Linked DNA regions of Mus musculus: region 1 is linked to region 2. The links are chromatin contacts, called in public HiChIP or PLAC-seq maps. All regions are on one chromosome and are shown on one strand. The core of a region is the stretch at or near the end of the contact, and the rest is flanking DNA. Distances in the headings are between cores, read along the strand shown.

Region 1 (5,734 bases), core at 1,125-3,624, 330 kb before region 2:
AGATACACACACACACACACACACACACACACACACACACACACAGTCCCTGAACAAACAAATAAACAAACAAAACAAACTAAAAAAAAAAACCCAAAAGAAGCAGAAAAAGCAACCTACTAAACCACCTCTACCTCCAACCGTATCAGTAAAAGAAACCCATGGAGTCCATCTTGTGTTGGCCAACTGCTCCTGAGTGTAAGGCCTGGTGAAATGGGATGGAGACAGAAGCACACAGGTGTCCTGGCTCAGTGCAGGTAAGTGCCTGAACTTTACCTGACTGTCAGTTGTTAAAGGTTTCTAGGGTATCACAATTTCTCAGGAAATTTTAGCTCTTTCATGCATGTCAAAGAACATACAACCTAAGGTAAAAGGCATCTATAGAGGTCTGAATTGACCACCAAAGTGGTGCTCCCAAGAGGGATTAGTCATGCAATAGGCACAAGTTAAATGAGCAGACATCCACGTCCTACACATTTATCTAACTCCAAGTGCAATCATACCTCTCCTCACTGTGGGAAACCACTGCTTTAAGTGTTGCAACGGGCTGAGGATTCTATCACTGCAGGCAGCAAGTCGGGACCAAGGAAACAGGAAGCCCAGCTCTCTAAGGAGGAAGAAAGATCAGTGCCTTCTGAAGATCAGGGAACTGTGCAGTCAAATTCAGTTGAATCCTTAGTTTGGCCCTGGGATTCTGTGACTTGGAGAATCTGCTCTGCCTTTTGATGGAATCTTCATCGCTATGAATGGTGCAACTTCATCCACAGAGTTCTAGACAATACCTGTGTGCTTTGCCAGCCACGTCTCCAGATTCTTGGGAACATAGAGAAGAAAAAATGGGATGAGTAGAATTCTCATATCCGTGGAGCTCAGGAGATGCGACGTCAGCACCACATACTGTGATGGCAGAACTTTGCTCTCTTCTCAGGTGCCAGGCTCCGTTTATTCTCTTCATCTTCAACTGTGAACTCTTCATTAGTATTTGTTTCCATTTTCACGGGACTTAAGGACAGACACCAACACTTCCGACTTAGGACAGAAGTGTTCCTTCACGGCTTCTACCAAATGCTGTTGCAGAAACCCCATCACGATGAAAATGAGGACAACATAACATAGAAAGAATTTTCTATGTATAATAAAGGTATTGGGGAGGCACTAGTTACATGCACAAAGCTAAAAGGCTACTTGAAAATCAAAAGGTAAAATTGAGCAGATTTTTTTCAAATGATGCTAATTACTACTTCAAAGAGCTTTTTGAAATAATTTATTTACATTTTTTTTTTGATGTTTGCCTTGTGTGACTCAAATGTTGAGGAGCACAGGCTGCTGAGATTGGGATAGGTGCCCTCAAGTGTCCCCAGTTCCGTGTTCCTTCACAACATCTTGCTGCATTTCCATAATCTCTCTGACTCACAGCCGCCTGCTCCCTACCATGCGATCATTGTTTTGAACCGCACAGATTTCGACGTCAGAACCAGCCACTTCGTGTTTTTTTTTTCCACCAAACAAAATTAACTGACATGCCAAACCAAAGCAACCACAAGGAAAACTCAGCCGTGTGCTTTTGCTGAACTTGGGTGGAGGCGGCTTCCAGGACTAGGACATCAATTAAAGGGACAAGAGCATCCCATTCTCTATGTGACTGTACCTGTCATAGGGCTTTGCTAGCTGGGGACCACTCGGACTGCCTCTTCTTTCCTCATTGAGAATACTTTTAATCTTATCAGTTCTATGGTCACTCCTGGACTTCATAGTTACCGTTTCTTTTCTCAGTCTTAAAGCTAATTTGGAATTTGCTTCTTAGGACCACAAACTTTCTCAGACATCAACCTTATTTACATCTTTGTCTGTGGAATATTACGTTATTTGTGTGTGAGAGTACTTAAGTATGTTAACTCACCATATAGGCAATCACTTATCAGTTCTTTGAACCTTGGCCGCTTACTTAGCATGGTTACCTTGTCTGAAGAAGGCTGTGCCTTAGTTTTTACAGATGCCCAGCTTCTGGTTGTCTTCTTCCTCATTATTCCAGAGACCAGAAAGAAAGATTAAAGTAATTTTTACCTCCCTGTCCTCTAAGAGAACCAAGGTCTTGAAAGACATGCTTGCTCCCCTTTGTCTAGAAGAGAACTGGCTTTGATTTAGGAAACCAAGGCTGGTGGAGACTGACTCTGCTGGGAGTAACTCCCTTTGGGGCTCAGTTCTAGGTGTCAAGGAGGCTTCAGAGCTGGTCTGGCTTCTGCTGACAGCTCTAAGAGCTAACCAGCTTGGTATACAGATCCCATTTTCTCCTGCCCGTCCTCTGCTCTGTTCACTCTGCTTAATAGAATGGCTCTGCCTTCTCCTTAGTGAACTATTTTCAGTCAGTGAATTTCCAGAGCTTGGACTTCACTCTCATTTCCAAGGTTGAGCATGTGATTCCGTCTTTCTGGCCTCAGTTCAGAGGCAAGAGTGGGCATGAAGCCAGATGAAGGAGTCTCAGTTTCTCACACTGGGGAAACCCTACTCATCTTTCAAGACCATGGACTTGACTGCTCCGTAGTCTCTACTCCCACAGAGCATGTGCTACCAGTTCACACAGAACCCAACTCCAAAACAAAACAAAACAAAACAAAACCCCACCAACTCTCTCCTTTTTGTCTGTCTTCTTCTGGGCTGGGGAGTATAGGGACAAAGGTTATTTTTAGCTCACTGTCAGTAGCTCAGAGGGAAACTGCACTATGGTAGGAATTCAGGCAACATTGGCTGACTGAGGGGAGGGGTTGTAGAAGGGGGCTTCTATCTGGACAACGGGGAGGCTCTGATTGAATGCAGGGACAGGGCTCAGGGCCTGGGGTTTGGTGACATGACACTTTGAATCTGATCTCCAAAGAGCCTTATTAAGAAAACAGTAAAGCTGAGAATTGCACCAGTGTCTCCAGCAGACTCCCAAGTCCCCACTAATGACTCCTATTATAGCTTTCCATTGCTTCCTGTTTCCCCAAGAAAGTCTCACATTGTCATCCCGGCCTGTTAAACGTTCTGTGGGCCCATTATCAAAATAGCATTTTCAGCTTCATTGAACACATGTAGGAAATGTTGTCGTGTTTAAAAGGAAAAAAAAAAAGAAAAAAAGAGCTCACAACTCTGAGAATAAGCCCAGATTGTATTGGGGTAATTATCTCTTCTCCAATAGCTTTTTGGAAAAGAGGATATTTCTAATTTTTTTTTGGAAAGCTAAGCTGTACATCGAAAAGGCTAAAGTTGTCACCGATTAGATTAGTGACTCAACAATTGAAACTTGACATTCAATTAATTTCTCCTTCCCCCACCTCCTGCTCCGTGCCTCGCAGGACAACCTTTCTTCGTAGTAATAAAGACAGATTGCACACAGGTTTCTGATGGGTGTTTGGTGCAGGGTCATTTCTGACTATGTTTCTGTGGAAGTGGAAAGCAAGCCTGCAAATTTAAGTGGTGAATGGATCCCAAACATGATACTGCGGGGGTTCAGACCAGGGTCACTCCAGATAGAAGGCGTGGCTCAGAGGAATGCATGTGCTGCAAGAGAGAGGGGACCAAAGGGACTGGAGAGGCCCAGCTGTAGAAGTGCATCTTTGGTTCATCATCAGCTGCTTAATGACCATTGTCTGAAGCTCTCAGTGTGATACCTTTAACAATACCTCTGCAGTCAGAAGGGCTAGAGGCTGAAGTCCAGCTCTGCCATTAATCAGAAGCACAGTGAGTGCATCACTACTATTTTTTGCAAGCTTTGTTATCCTCACCTGCAAATTCTGGATGGAGACATTAGCCTCATTCATTGTTAGTTTTTCCTTCCTTACCTATCCCCCCCCAACCCCCTCCTATACAATCTAGAGCAGAAGACCTGGCCTGGGTGGCTCGGGATGCTCTGACACCAGTGAAGAAGTGAGGCTATGTCATATAATGACAAACAAATGGCTTTTAGGGACACAGAGGGAGCACAAACACTGGTCAGCCTTTCAAAGCCAAGGGAGGCTTTCTAGAGGTATGCTAAGCAAGTTGCCAGGAAAGAAGGGCAGGCATTTCTTAGTGATAAGTAGAGAGGGCTTATGGCCAAAGGGCCAAATGACAAAAGTGTCATTTCAAGGGCATGTGAGGAAGTTGAAGGTAGAGAAGAAGGTTGACTTCAGTCCTAGGTTGACATCCATATTATATAATAAGGGCTACTCAGACTCCCGCGGACTTTGGATTGCCTGGATACTTTATTAAGCAGTTGTAGCTTGAACTGTGAGAGAAATGTAAACAGAAGCCTCAACAGGATACCCTCTCATATCTCTTAGTGTGGTGCCACTATCATCAAAAAGGTAAGGATAAGCAAGGCTGGCAAAGACAGGGAAAAAAAGAAACATTTGTCCACTATTGGTGCCCATGTAGGTAGGTACAACATTATAGAAAAAAATATGAAAATCTCTAAAGATGTAAAAGGCAGGACTACTATATATCCAGCAAAACCTCTGCTTGGTGTGGCCCCAATGAATATTAAGTCAGCAGCACATAAAAATATCTGATCCCACATGTTTACTGTAGCATGACTCACAATACCCAAGGTATTCAAACAGCATAAATATACATCAATAGATGAATGGGTTAAGAGAATGTAGTGTAGCTATCTGTGGATAATGCATTGTTAGTCATCCTTATAAAAGAAAGAAATCCTGTCATTTACAGCATGGAGGAGCCTAGAGGACATGCTAAATAATGCAGGCCAGATATAGAAAGACACATATAACAGGACCACCCCCCCCTTATATGTAAAATCTTAAAATAACAAACAAATGCATAGAAAAGGGGTAGAAACATGTGACTGGATAACTTGGGAGTAAAAGATGGAAGTCACTAGGTATAGCCAGTAACACAGGTCTAGAGAGCAAACAGAACACAAGGTCAGCGTAGTCACTAATACCGTAGCTCACAGGGAGGAGTTCCTCAAGGAGTAGATTTTAGGAAACCATGCAAAATGATGGAGATGCTAATTTGCACGAGTGGATATTTGTTGTCCCTGTATATGTATATCCAAATACCATGCAGTAGACCCTAAACATATGAAAGCAGGTATCCTGGAACAGGACCCAGCTAGTCTGGTTTCCAGCAACTCTTGAGAACAGAAGGTAATCAGAAAAATAATGGAGACATAGGATTACAGGAGGCAGAATGAATGCAAAGTAACAGCTTAGACTATGTCTTCCCTGGGTTGGGGTTGAGTCTTAAGCCTCAGAATATTGGGTCCTCCTATCCAGAATGGACTGAAAGTGTAGAAGCTGGGGAAAGAAAAGCCAAGAAGTGGCTTTAACTTTAACCCTGATCAAAGATGCTGTTGACTGGAGCACTGGGCAAAGATGAGGGGAGAAACCACCAGCCTGATAGTGTGCTTAAGCTGTGGAGGATGGCACCTGTTTTGTGAGATAACCAGAGCTTGTGCTTGGAATCACCTTTGTCTTTGGTGTGGTCACGGATGGGAAACTGTGGACAACCCGCAATTAAAGATATGGATGGAAGAAAATGTTAGGAAACATATCAGGCAGTGGAGGTATCAGAGATAAAGTTGAGCCTGGTCTCATGGTTGGCCAAAGCTACAAGACAGAATTTATCTTTCAGACACTGTAACATGGCTGCTTCTTAGGAGTACTCAGGTCATCCAATGGCAGCCTCTCTAACCCAGATCCAGCCTCTCATTCAAGAACAGTTCATGTTAGAGAACATTTTGCTTTCTCACTGA
Region 2 (5,912 bases), core at 2,889-5,388:
ATACTGTTTAAAAATATTCAGAAGTGCCATGTGTCCAAGATTCTGGACAGAGCATGTGACAATAGGCAATGAGAGGAAGTCAATTTTAACCAAGTCCCAAATGATTAGCAAAAATTAGTTTTCAAAAGCAATCACACAATCTGATAGTCAGAAATGAGAAGAGAAATACAAGAAGAAAAAGTTTAAAAGAAACTTAGAAAAATTGATCGTGATCCCTTAAGGAGCTAGAGCAGAAGCATATAAAAAAATAAAAGATGAAATGAGAGAAAATGATAGAAATATAGAAAAACATAAATGAATCACCAATGCTTATATTCAATATAAATAGGGTGGCTATTGAGATCTCACACCTTATGTTTTGATTTTACTTTAACTAGTTGGGCTGGAGAGATGTCTCAGGGCTGGAGCGGTAGCTCAGCACTTAAGAGCTCTGTTTGGTCACCCAGAGGTCTTGGGTTTAATTCCCAGTACCTACATGACATCTCACATTTGTTTGTAGCTCCTACTCCAGGGAACCTGGCACTTTCACAGACATACATGGAAGCAAAGCACCAAGCCACATAAATAAAGAAATTAGACAGAGAGAGAGAGAGAGAGAGAGAGAGAGAGAGAGAGAGAGAGAGAGAGAGAGAGATTCCTTTAACTAGTAAGGTTAATTTTATACAAATATATCTGTCTAGGGCTACTGTTTCAAGCAGTGTAGATTTAGAATATGCATATAGAAATTCTAGCAGGTAAGTGATAATAAAAGTGCAGGAGATGGAGAATAACATATATACATTGTCAGAATGATGGCAGAAGAGACATTGGGTTCAAATAGCTTCAGAAATAATCAAAGATGCGGATTGTCAGGTTCTAAAAACCAAAACTGTCCCCAAGTAGGAATTAACCATCGTCTAAGAATGAGACTAGAGAGTTGGCTCAATGCTGAAGAGGACTGGCTTGTCTTGTCTAGGGCTTGGATTCAGACCCCAGCACTTACGTGGAGCCTCACATCTGCATGCATAGCTATATGTAGAGAACTCTATGTTTTCTTCTGACTTTGGTGAACACAATATTCCTGTAGTGCATAGACATAACTTGTAGGCAAAACACCTATCCACATAAAATAAAAATAAATAGGTCTCTTAAAATAATCTTCTAGGCACATTACAGCAACTGTAAAAGGAGAAGAAAAACCATGAGGGGGTGGAGGAATAGTCATGTTCTCTTCAGTCGAGCAGGGTTGCTGACTATTCAACAGCTACAATAGAGACCAGAAGAAAAGGTCAAGCTTACCATTTCCTGAAAAATAATAAAAAATAAGGAAGCAACCACACTCCTATGCTAAAACTGCACAGCAAGGTATCATTTTAAGAATGAAGGTAAAATGAAGACATTTTAGCGCCAAGAACAATGGAGATAGTTTAGCACAAGCAGATGCTACCAATGGAAGTTACAAAATGATCCCAGATGGTTGGTACAAAATGCCAGGAGAAACAGGAAGAACAAAAAGTGATAAATACACAGGGAAAATATAAGGAAACACAAACAACAGTTTCTGATGGTCTGTCTCAGCACAGCTTAGCAGCGTATGTAACATGTGTCATGGGAATGCTTTACATACACTATTAGACTTTGTATAGTCTGGGTTGAGGAGCTATATTAAAGTGTCCAGCAGGGTGTCCACTATTAACATTTGCTACAGAGAAGAACGAAGCAAATAAGACATTTAGTCTTTGCCCAGGAAGGATGGAAGGTGTTTGAATTAGCTGAGGCCCACTGTATTTACACAGCTTAATTTAGCATTTCCAGGTAACACCACAAGCTGGCTGAGTCTAATATATAATTCATACGTTGAAGTTTCTGCCTGTCCTTTCTAACTCTTGGCTTTGGGCAAATTATCCAAAGTTTCCAATTTTCGTTTTCTTAACCTTTGAGCCTATTGTGCACGGCTCTCCGCACAACCACACTTGGCTCCCACCCACTGACTTCCCTGAAATGTCATGAACTCCTTGGCAATGCACTATAAGATCTTTTCTCTGATTTGATTTATTTATTTATTATTTTTTTGTTTTGTTTTTGTTGTCTTCCCCTAACCATTCCGGTATTGCTTCAAAACTGCATTCATTTGTGTCCTGTTCCCTTCTCTTCCTTTGACATTATACCTGTATTTTTAGAGACCTCAAACTCGGAGTTTTGTCCTCATCTTGAGTTCATACAATATGGATTTGGCTTCTTACTGACTCAAACATAGACTCCATGGTCATACTCTGTGTGTGTGTGTGTGTGTTTGTGTGTGTTTCCTTCACTTGAGTATGTGTGTACACATGTGTGCACACACATGCAGGGGCCAGAGGGAGATGCTGGCTGTCTTCATCTGTTGCTCTCTGCCTTACTTCCTTGAGACAAAGTCATTCACTACTTTGATATATGTTCATATCCTTCCTTTTTATCTTTTATCACCTTATTGCTAACCATTTTCGTTATAGATTACTTCCTATAGCTATTCTTATGCTCAATTCTTAAAAGTACTTTTCATATTATCTACCCAAGATGAAAGAATTTTATTGAAGGCTACTGTTTGTCAGCAAATGAGTAGATAATCTTGATTTATGAGAATCACTTTCACTTGGCTCTCCTTATATATGTGGTTACGATTTAATCTTCGCACCCTTCTCCATGGGAGGAGTTGACTTTCTTTCCTGAGAAGACAATGAACTGTGCTTCTTCTAGAGCAGTGCCTAAGCTCTAACCAGCTCTCCTTAAGCAGAGCACTATCAGAGCAGTGCAGGGATAGCTGAATCTCTGAAGTCAATGCTCAGGCGAGAGAAACTCAGGGCATCATCCCTGCGGTCCAGCGATACTGCAATTTTATGTTTGCACCCTTGCCGTATGCTACGGGGTACTGTGACCTAGTGAGCGAATACCTCTCCTTCCTAGATCTACAGGTGGTTTCCCAATGATGCTACTACCAAAAATTGCAATAAGAAAATGAATATCATCCTTGCCTCACAGAGACTGCACTCACAAGAAAGAACCCTCGCAGAACACTTTTCACTTCCAATCAGAGTTTTTGAGTAAATTACCTATTTGTAATAATAAATGGCGGGTCCACCCAAGTTGGCTATCATCTCCTTGACACCCCTGACTCTTGACTCTGGCCTCCTGCGTGAGTTTTAGTCCTGGTGGCTACTTTGCTTCTCTTTCTTTGTGTTCTGTGCGATGGGTGGGAAAGTTGTTCTGGGAGCTTTTCCTAGCAGATAGAGTTTTTAAGTTGGAAAGGTGGTGACATGTCTAATAAAATTGCCCTGTCTCTAAGAATATTCTATATTTTGGACTTATCGCTGGGTCAAATATCGTGTCTTTCCCATTATAAATTATTGAAGTTAGCTCTATATAAATAGATTTTTAAAATAAAATTTGGATTGGAGACAACTATGAGATTGTATACTCATTTAGAAGTAGCAGGCCTCTAGTTCTCCCAAGGCTTTAGGGCAGAAACTCTGATCACACTACTTGTAAAAGAAAAAAAAAAACCATATGGATATCAAAGTTGAAAGGTTTTGCTAATGAACTACATATTCACTGTGTCCCTCCACTAACCTCTTATGCTCTTCAGAGGATCACATATTTGACTATCTACCTACCTATCTATCTATCCATCCATCCTCTATCTATCTATCTATCTATCTATCTATCTATCTATCTATCTATCTATCTATCTATCATCTATGTTTATATTTGTTTGCATTTATTTTTCTTTCTAAAAATATTTCATTTTTTGTGTATGACTGTTGTATCTACATGTTTAATGTTGTCACTGTCATCATTCCCTTGTCTTCCCCATAGAAACCTTTTTAGGGCATTATAATCTGGTTAAGGCAGAAAGGGCCTTACTCAGGTTCTCCACCATCTTCTGCGTTTCAAGCAAAGGAAATCCTTTTTCCCTGCCGTTTCTTAGATTTTGCTCATTTGGCACTGATTTTAGTGTTTGGGAATGTGGAAGATACAGAGCCAACTGGAGACAGAAAGAGCCATGTCATCATTAAAAATAAACAGAGACACAAATATGTCAGAGGGCAGAGGCAGGCACTTCACTTCATTGTGCAAGTGATTTATGGGGGAAGCTAATTTTAAACAAGCCTGAGCTGTGCTGTGTGGTGCCTTTCAGCCAAACAAACAGTCAGAGCGCCCTTTCGACAGCAGCCTGGAGCTGCTGTCTCCTCTCAGAGTAATCTCATTTTCTTGGTGGTGTAAAAGGCAGTAAGTAGTAAGGGGCTGTTTACTCTCAAAGGAAACCCTGGCTAAGACACTGAAGGCAGACCCTGTTAAATGCCAGAGTCAGGAGGACTCTGGCTGGGAGACAACTGCCTGCCCTCCAAGAGGCAAACCCACAAAGCCTAGAGCACCCATTAGCAACAAATGAAGCAGCCCTTTCCTCCTGTTCAGTAAATTCGTCTGTTTGTTTTTGTTTTTCCCTCAAAATAGCACTGAGACATGAAAGACACAAACTGGCTACCCAGGAAATCAGTGTGTGTGCTGCATTCAAGCCTCCTTATTTCTGTCTCTTTGGTAACAGATCAGATGAGGGCTGAGGGTTATTCTGAGGCTGGGCCCTTGGGTGGGCAGGCAGGTAGCAAAGAATCCCCCGGTTGAGAAGTGGGAGGGCCACCGTCCCGTGCCAGAAGTGCAACTCAGGATTAGTGGACTCTGTCTTTAGATTGGAGGCCTTACGTTGTTAGTTTTCTCTGCCTCCCAGTTTCATGGTCCCTCTACACATATCTCCAAAGGCCAACACCGAATCTAAAGCCCCTATAGTTCAATATTCTTCTATGGATCCCATCATAGATGTGTGTATGTGTGTGTGTGTGAGATCACATGTTGCCTGAAATAACTTCAATGAATATATGTGTAGTATGAGCCATACAGATGTGTACCAAAGGCTACCTGAAAAGTCTAAGATTGGAGCACTGTGATTAACTAAAATGTGATATGTTTAGGGAAATATACCAGAATATTTCTGCTCTTTGAGAAGAAGGAGTAGGACATATGTCCCTTTGTTCCCCACCTAGTGGCAGCTTGGAAAGACCCATCAGGAGAGCTTCACTTCTTCCTTTGGATTCTGTGAACAGAGTGGATATGCCAAAGGGTTCCAGCAACCAGTGAGGCCCAAGCACTGACAAATGAGAACTGAAATCAACTATGCAACTGGAGTCAGCTCCTGCAGTGTTCTGCTTTGCCAAGTATTTACTCTTAGGTTCCCAAATAGTGGGAGGTCTGGAGCCCTGGCAGGAGGCTGGAAAGCCAAAGGCATTGGCTGGGAGCTTAGGGAGAGCTCAGAGCATGTTATTCACCAATTACATTGAGAGCACCTTAACACATACACAGAGAAGATGCTCTTCTAGTGTGCCCCAGCAGGCTAGCAGACCTCCACAGCAAACCAAGTAGGAATTGTGGCCAGGGAATTCTTGCATGGTTTCCAAGCCCTGGTCATACTACATGCTCCCCATGGAGACGTCAGCCATATGAGCTGGAGAAAGAGTAGTGACCTTCATCCCTTAAGGGTATTTTGCTTGCAAAGCTGCTAGGGAGGAACATAGGACAAGAGCAGAGATGATTTAAGGTAGAGTGCAAACTCAACAAAATGCAGTGATCACCAGTCCTCAGATTGCTGATTTTAATGCATAAATTTCATTCATGGGAATCGCAAAACAAGCAATTCCCATTAAGCATGGTTATCAAAATATTTCAAAAATCCTTAACATATTAAATAACCAGATCTAGAGACAATGCTAATAAGTGCAATTTTCATAAATATGAAGTCCTAATAAGCATAAGAAACTCCTGTCACAGTCACATTAGCCTATAAAGGCACATAATGATTGCACTGGTGTCAAGAGAGCTAACCTCTAATAAAGCTGTGTTTGTAA

The links. HiChIP or PLAC-seq counts read pairs in DNA pulled down with a chosen protein or histone mark.
Region 1: an H3K27ac HiChIP or PLAC-seq map of heart atrium shows a contact between it and region 2, with 4 times the contacts expected there. The contact joins two enhancer-like sites. A contact is called at or near these places in 1 of 484 Hi-C or Micro-C datasets (uterus) and 1 of 115 datasets of contacts at active chromatin or transcription factors (heart atrium).

What each region holds. Positions count from the first base shown.
Region 1 is chr2:160,063,806-160,069,539 of GRCm38.p6, reverse strand. No RefSeq gene overlaps it. Among named protein-coding and RNA genes, the nearest start is that of 9130015L21Rik, 50 kb to the right of the region's middle. Within about 2 kb of position 2,374, at least 48 of the 459 cell types and tissues checked have an H3K27ac peak or open chromatin away from gene starts, as enhancers often do. A contact at or near this core is called in heart atrium and uterus, where this site is marked.
Region 2 is chr2:159,730,812-159,736,723 of GRCm38.p6, reverse strand. No RefSeq gene overlaps it. Among named protein-coding and RNA genes, the nearest start is that of 4933416E03Rik, 210 kb to the left of the region's middle. Within about 2 kb of position 4,138, at least 53 of the 459 cell types and tissues checked have an H3K27ac peak or open chromatin away from gene starts, as enhancers often do. A contact at or near this core is called in heart atrium and uterus, where this site is marked.